3 separate regions of the Arachis hypogaea genome follow, and regions 1 and 2 are each linked to region 3. The links are chromatin contacts, called in public Hi-C maps. All regions are on one chromosome and are shown on one strand. Each heading gives the region's core, a stretch centred on a gene start, on an enhancer-like site or on the middle of the called end of the contact. The rest is flanking DNA. Distances are from core to core; before and after follow the strand shown. Region 1 holds the start of LOC112772789 (zinc finger protein MAGPIE). Region 2 holds the start of LOC140181237 (serine/threonine-protein phosphatase 7 long form homolog). Region 3 has its middle 11 kb from the start of LOC140181535.

Region 1 (2,738 bases), core at 46-2,545, 86 kb before region 3:
CATATATAAGGAAAGGTTGATTCAGTAAATCATAAATAATCCAAACTCAAACAAGTTATGAATGAAAGTTTGTGTTGTCACAAGTTGTGTGAATCTTGATCTCTATCCGATCTTTTATCTGCACTAAGATGGATCGACCCCATTATATTCACCTTTTAGTCCTAAAAGCCAAAAACACTAAGCAGCAGCACGCGCAAACACAGCCACTAACTCCATCTATCTTTTTCTCTTCTCTCTTTATATTCATACATATGAGGATACCATTTATTTACCTCTCTTGTTTCAATCCATTCCCTTTATCTTTTTACATACACTAGACAAGTTACCACTTTTTGCATCAAATTTGTGATTAATGGATGAGATATTAGTTACCGTGAAAAGATGGTTCCACAGTCACATTTGTATTCCCTGGTACCACAGGTTTTGGAGTGTGCTTTCCAATCTGATTGTACAGCATAACGCTTTGAGCACTTGTCACACTTCCACTTCTTCTCGCCATGCTTTCTGCAGAAGTGCTTCTTGATCCCTGTTAAGTCTCCTAAGGCCCTTGAAGGGTGGTTATGGACGCAGGTTTTCTCCGGGCACACGTACACTCTCTTCCTTACTTCTTTTGTTGTTCTCTGCTTCAGCTTCCATGGAAGGTTGTGTCCTCTTCTATGGAGTTGAAGATTCTGATCCCTTTGGAAACCCTTTAGGCAAATCTCGCACACGAACCTGTTTGTCGCCATCAGAGTCTTGGGTGACAAGGCTATCACTTCAGCTTCAGGATCTGTATGCAATAATCATAAAATACTCGTCATGACGATGATTGAAAAAGAAAAAAAGAGAGAGAAAAAAGATTAATACCAGGGTTTCCAGGTAGGTTTCTCTTCCTTTTCAAAGGTGGAGGATTGTTAGAAGTTGGATCATGAGTTTGGTTGTTGTGATGAAGAGGGAAAGCACCATTTGAAACTTCTCCATCATCCATGGTTTTAATTCCAAGTTTGACTTATGAAGAGATAGAGAAAATATAAGAGAATAGGAGAAAAAGCAAAGAGAATACGAAGATATAGGTAGGTAACCCTAAAGAAGAGGATGGTGATAATATATGGTGGTAGATGTGGATCTGTATGTATAATGTATGTATGGATGTTACAGTGAATTTGATTATCTACTTTTTAGGTGGAATAAAATATTAAGATGCTATGGGAGGCGGTGAAAAGCTACCTAGCTAGCTAATTAAAGAGGCTATGTACAGTGAAGAACCAAATTAATTAAAGGTGTATCATGACACATATCATGAGCTCTCAGAGGAAAGTTAAATCCTCATTTCGAATCATTATCCCATTATTTCTTTGCTTTTTCCTTCTCTCATTTTTCCCTCCTTCAATCACCTTTTTCCTTCATAATAATCTCAATTTCTTTCTAATTAATTATCTAAATGTTACAAGGATTAGCCTAGCTCAACCCCATCATATATGATTTCAAATTGTGGTTATTCACGTGAAAATAATAATTTAATAAAAAATATCAAACTATTTTCGTATGAAAATAATTTTGAGTCCCGTTAAGGAGACAATGATTTATTTGTACAATGTGTACAATAGGCTATATGAATTACAAAATGAATATCCCTCATGCTATATAGAATAACCATCCGAGTACTACGGATAATAAACATCTTCCCAAATCTAATACCATGTCATGATACCACTCATTCCAAAAGTTTCAGCTGATGGAAAAAAGTAACACTAATGATTATATATCTAATACTCCCTAAACCTTCATTGTACATCTTGTACAAATATTTCATTGGCTCCTCATACTTTCTCAATAATTTTATATACATGAGCAGTTGCTTTTTTAAATATATAAAAGATATTTATTATGATATTTAAAAGTTCATTTTTAATTAATAAAAAGTTAAATAATTAATATTTAATTTAAAATATAAAAATATTATAAAAAATAAATCAAATAAAAATTAGAGATCAAATTAAAAGCACTATAGAATTTAGCCTAAATTTTTATTACATGGTTATCCTGCAGAGCAGTAGTAATATAATACATAATTCTCTTTCAGAAAATTAAAGAAAATTTGTTGCATTTTGTGCATAGGTATAGCTACCTAGCTAGCTAGCAAGTTGCTATAGAAACATGAAAATAATACTGGTCCTTCATCTAGCTAGATAGATTATTATTTTTTTGGATAAAATACTATTTTAATTTTTAATATTTGAGTCCGATTTTAATTTAAATTTTAATATTTAAATATTTTATTTTTGTTCCAAAGTATTTTAACTAATTTAATGTTATTCTATCATTATATTTGACACAAATAATTAACGGAACGAATGAATGTTAATAACATTACTAATTAAGTCATATATTTTTTTATGTATTAAAAAAACATAATTCAAATCTTCTTGTAATACTTCTTTTCTTTGATTTTTTTCTTGTACAAAACTTCAAATTCTAATAATCAATCATCAACATTCTAAAATCAAATGAAAAATTTATATGGGTGATTATTGGTAGATCGATTTTACTTACATACTGAAATTAAATACTATTAACTCTTCAATATGTAAATTATTTGTATCAAATTTAAGGGTGAAATAATATTGAACTTGTTTAAATTTTTTTTAGAATTAAAATAGTATATTTAAAAACTTTTAAAATTAAAATAAGACATTTAAAATAGATAATTATTACTATGGTGCCTAAAAATATTTACCTAATTTATTAAAAAGATTACA
Region 2 (2,700 bases), core at 115-2,614, 110 kb after region 3:
AGACAATACTCTGTTTCTAGTTACACTAGGTATAGAACAATAGCACCAATTACACTCCAATTCGATTGATATACACCCAAATATCAGTCATATACACCCAAATACCAATCACATACACCTCTATTATTTTTTGGGTTACATGACATTATATGATTTCAAAATGATATTCAAGTCAACCAAATATGCATAAAATGACACCAGAACCACAAGTACAAATTCAAGAACAACAACACCAGTTACAGTTGAATTTACTTGAAATACAGTGAAAGTTTCTATTTATACAAACTCAGTTCCAAACATGTAAACATGCACAAAAACACATTAAAATATACATTAAACAAAACGTAAAACAGTTATCACCTATTAAACAGTTTGACGAGAATGGTAATATCTATTTTCAACCAAGAACACATAATGAATCTACTTAACAAACAGGAATACGACGATATAGTGTTTCGCATTCGAAATGAGAAACAAAAAGTGAAAAACCTCGAAGATTAGTGAAACAATACCTTAAATAATCTTTCGGTTTTTTTTATGGAGATTTTGAAGTTTCTTGTTGATTTCCTTGAGCGTTGGCGACGATTTTGACAATTTTTCAGAGTTTTCGGACGTGGTTTGAATCTTGACGGTTGTGGTTTTGATCGAGGAAGAAGAAGAAGCATCTTTTATAATGGTGACTTTGTGAGTGAGCGTGCTATGAAAACTGTTGAGTAGCGCACGTGTTTACACGTTCGTACCGGTAATTCTCATTTTTATTGAGTTTGGCTTAACTTGTATGACTTGTAAACGAAAAAAATTGTATTTGTAACACGTCTGAATTAATTAGAATCAAAAGATAAAAATTAGTAGCTTCCAAAATGCTGTTTCCTGGTAACATGTTAAAGATAAATTCTCTTATTAAAGGCCCATTAAATTATATGTAGTGGACAGAGATTTATTTCGCTTTTTAATTTACATATAGAACCATCGAAGGTGTAGTGCGCTGATATGGGGGAGGGGAGTGCTATACAGAATGGTGGTGTCAGGGGGAATAATTCGGACCCTCCGAGTGCGAGTCACAAGACGCACGGTCCGAGTAGCGTGTAGTCTGTTGAGGCCACTGCCCAACTCGGACCCTCCAAGTTGCATAGCGTTACGGACCGTCCGATTTCTACTCAAACCAATCGCACGGTCCGAGTTCAGTCAAGCACTGAACACGCGTCGCTCTCTGCTTTATCCCCGAACGGTGCCCCTTTTTGAAGAAACAAACAACTTTAACCCTCCCTCACCATCCGAAAACCAAAGCCATCACTCACACTTCACTCTCACACCTTCTTCTTCCTTTCTGAAGCTGAGCTTTGCATGGTGGAGGAGAAGAAATAATGCCCAAAAAATATAAAGTTAAAGATGTTGATCGATCTGAGCTTCATATTATTCATTATCTCAGTGATCCTGATTATGTAAGTTTTTTTCAATTATTTTTAAATTTTACAAATTTTTTTATATTTATAATTATTAATATTAAGAATTTAATTTTTATAATTGTTGTTAGAAATGCAGTTGAAAAATATAAAAATAGATGGATTATGACTAATTTTTCAATATTTGTTAGATTTTTCTAAATTTTTTTTTACAGATTTTTAATAAGAAATATTATTATTAATAAGAAAACATTATCATTATTATTGATGGAAAGCTTTCGGTAGTAATAAAAGAAGAAGTAAATAGATCTCTTATTCAGTAGAGAATGTTATTTTTTTTTAATTTTTTATAAATTTTGAGTATAATTATTTGTTAGTTAATGATATTTAAATGTTTATTTAAAAAAGTAACTATAACTGTTATCGAAGAATTTAAATGTTAATGTTATTGTTATTGTTATTGTGAGTGAGAAAATGTTAATGTTGAATAATTAATAGGATTATTTTAATTAAGCCATGCTAGATTTTTTATTATGACAATGTTTATAGTTTTTAGAATATGAATGTTAAAATTTTGTAGAATACGAATGATGGCATATACTGATTGTTAATATTTTTTATTATTGAGGAGAAAATGTTTAACAAATGTGTAATTAGTATTAGATACTATTTAAGATGTTGTAATATTGTTGAGAATTTTCATTAAGAATAAATGTATTGGTAATGAATTTTATTTGTAATTATGAATAATTTTAAGGATTAATTAAATAATTTTAGAAGTTAAAAGAATTAGTTATATAAGGAATTAGTGAAATGATTGATGATGGGAAGTTAGTAATTGATAATTATAATATGACTAGTAATTTGTTATGTTTTTTTGTAGAAATTAAGAATGTTGACATGTAACCACCCAGTTCCTCTGGATCGGTACAACGATAAGGTGGAGGAGCATTTATGAATTACCGGGTTCTATCATGTGTCTCAGATTGGGATAGTTCAGTGTCAGAAAGCATTGGTAAATGCTCTAATCGAACGTTGGCACCCAGACACACACACGTTTCACCTTCCCATTGGTGAATGTTCCGTGATTCTTGAAGATGTGGCTCTAATACTTGGTCTTCCCACAGATGGTCTTCCAGTCACAGGGATGACAATGAGTAGTTTTGAAGCCATGGAGGCGGAGTGTTTGCTTCAATTTGGGGTTGCACCTCGTAAGGAGGACTGTAGATCAAGCTGCATAAAACTGACATGGTTGCGGAATCTAAAAGAGAATTTAGAATTGACTGACGAAATCAGT
Region 3 (2,700 bases), core at 124-2,623:
TTCATCAAAAAATAAATTTTAAATTCTCCAATTTTTTTATATAGCTCTCCATGACTCTATGTATCTTTCAATCTTATTATTTCTCTTTTTGATATTTTCAATTGCAATTTTTAATTCAAACAATTATAGTTTAGGTATTAATCTAATATTTTATTTTTTTCGTGACTTTATATATTTTATTTTATTCTCGATTTATTCATCCTTATTACTTATTTTTTTATCTTTTGTTCTATTATATGTATCTATGTTGCATTTATAAAATGAACTGATTAATTTACTAATTTAGAATATATTTTTTATTTTTAAAAATAATAAAAAAAATATTTTAATTACAATATATAATTAAACAGATACATAAAATCTTTTATCTAACATTATATCAAAATTAAATTAAAAAATATATAACAAATTTAATTATTTTAAAAAAAAAAATTGTAAGTTATATTTTTATTATTTTATATAAACATATTTTTTATATAAAGATTTAATTTTTTTAGTATTTATATATAATTCTAATTTCAAATTATAAATACTAATGTATCATTAGGCGCTAATATGCCAGTAAATTCAGTCTTTTATTATTAAATGTGTATAAAAAGACTAGTTAGGATAATAAGTTATCTATAATTTAATTAAAATATTTTAATTTTAAATTTTAGAAATAAAAAAAATATTTTTTTATAAATTATATGTAATGAATAGTATTTTAAGAATAAAAGTGTTCACTAACTCTTTTTAATTTTTATATCTCCATATAATTAATAATATTTTAACAAAACTTATTTAATATATATATTTTTGTCCCCACTCCTAAAATTTCCTGAGTCCGTCACTAGTGCTAATCATAATATTTATTTGGAAATCCAGCGATTTTAGTGGGAAACAAACACAGAATGAGAAAAAAAATCGAATTGTAGTCGTCAAGCTCTTTGCTGAAAAAGTTATAAATTTAACGATAATAATTTTTATTTTTTATTTTACTAATATTTTTGTTTTACATGCCTTTTTCAACAAATTTTTTTTAGTCAAGTGAATTGGACCGCCTCTAATCTTAGACATTACACCCATATATCACATATCTATACAACACACTCACACATACTGCATGAATATACATTATAAATTCTTAAATAATATCCAATCTTAGTTAAAACTTGAACCCAATACAACTTGCAAGAAGTATACAGATATCTGTGTTAGGCCTATGCTACTTTCAACAATCTTGAAGAGGAGGATGGAAACTAAAAAGAATGGTTTGTGGGTGTTTTTATTTATAGTTGATTCACTTGATTGTCTGGGAGGGATATGATATACCATTTGAACCAAGCCTTCAACTACGATTTTTTTTTTTTTTTTTTTTAACACACTCACACTATACACTCACTCACACAACAGAATTTCTGGGCCTATTGTTTTGCAGGCCGTAACAGGCTCACAGTCCAATGAAAAGTTCAGGAAGATATTTATATACCTTTTGTATATGGCCCAGTTAAAAACCTTTTGTAAGATTCATGAGCAAAAGAAAAAAAAACCATTGGTAAAGCGAAATGTTGTCATGTATTCTATTTTAGTGTGATGATCGGTGCAATTATATGGAATCAACGTATTTTTGAAATTTTTAAATAAAAAATATTAGGATATAACTAAAATATATTGGATAAAAATATACATATTTTATTAATATTTAAATAATAAAAAAATTATTCCTATGTTAAAGCAGTATCACAAAATATAATAATCATTCAACATATTAATTAATATTATAACATAAAATTTAGAGCACACGATAAATTTATAAACATATAATAAAATAATAGATTAAACTTACTGCATACAATATGTTACGATGGGTAATCGGAGATTAGTGAGCTGGACTTGTTGGTTGGTTGGCCCAATTGTCAGAGGATGGTAGTTTCCGAGCAGGTTCACACGCTGGAGGCCCCTTCCGAATTGTGTATGTGAACGAATGGGAGTGGTACCTACAAAGACACTCCGATGCCTAAGTCAGCAAGGGTGTAAGCAGGTCTAGAGAGTATTGGGACTTAGAGATACCTGAGAGGTGTCAGTATATTTATAGTGGGGAGCCAATAACCACCGTTGGAATAGTTCCACCTTCTAAGATGAGTAACCGTCCCTTTATCTTAGGGAGGTTAAGATATGACTCCTGAAAGTGGGTTGAGAGATTTTAGGGGCAGTTATTTTAGTATTATCTGCCAGCTAATCCTCGTTCCCGACTTCCTTAGAGCAAGTCGTGGTAGGAACCGACTCCTAAGGGGAAAGTCGGTGTAAAGTGAGGGCCAATTCCTTGGTTTGGACATTTCTTTTAAACCTGGGCCTTATCGTTGGGCCAGGGTATGAATAGTGCCCCTACTCGAGCCCAATCTCTTTCAGGAGTTGGGTTCGAGTATTCTAACTCGGGATTGTAACCGACCTGCAGAGGAACCGACGTGATTTTCGGAACCGACGTGATTTTTGAATTTCTCCACAGTCGCGTCTAATCAAGCGTCGCGTCCGTTTAGGAGTTCGCGTATCCACACGTGGGGATCAGTTGCATTGGTAACGGTTCACCCATTAATGACTACCTCCGTTTTTACCATTATGCCCCTAGCGTGTTTATAAATACTTTCCCTCTCTTTCGTTGTTTCGTTTATGAAAACTTCATATTCGCATACTCTTGTTCTGGAGAAAGCTTCGTTCTCG

Evidence for each region. Hi-C and Micro-C count contacts between places; a contact is called where the count stands out from the background.
Region 1: a Hi-C map of leaf shows a contact between it and region 3, with 2.5 times the contacts expected there. The contact joins the promoter of LOC112772789 here to the enhancer-like site in region 3. A contact is called at or near these places in 3 of 8 Hi-C or Micro-C datasets (all in leaf).
Region 2: a contact with region 3 is called in a Hi-C map of leaf, with 2.5 times the contacts expected there. The contact joins the promoter of LOC140181237 here to the enhancer-like site in region 3. A contact is called at or near these places in 2 of 8 Hi-C or Micro-C datasets (leaf and an unstated tissue).

Annotation. Positions count from the first base shown.
Region 1 is chr18:11,915,981-11,918,718 of arahy.Tifrunner.gnm2.J5K5, forward strand. It overlaps LOC112772789 (zinc finger protein MAGPIE), which reads right to left and starts at 1,296. Exons shown (of 3, transcript XM_025817789.3): 1 at 847-1,296; 2 at 373-769. The coding sequence starts at 967.
Region 2 is chr18:12,108,459-12,111,158 of arahy.Tifrunner.gnm2.J5K5, forward strand. LOC140181237 (serine/threonine-protein phosphatase 7 long form homolog) reads left to right here and starts at 1,365. Exons shown (of 6, transcript XM_072224765.1): 1 at 1,365-1,442; 2 at 2,287-2,343; 3 at 2,389-2,700. The coding sequence starts at 1,365.
Region 3 is chr18:12,001,583-12,004,282 of arahy.Tifrunner.gnm2.J5K5, forward strand. No RefSeq gene overlaps it. Among protein-coding and RNA genes, the nearest start is that of LOC140181535, 11 kb to the left of the region's middle. Within about 2 kb of position 1,374, at least 2 of the 3 cell types and tissues checked have open chromatin away from gene starts, as enhancers often do.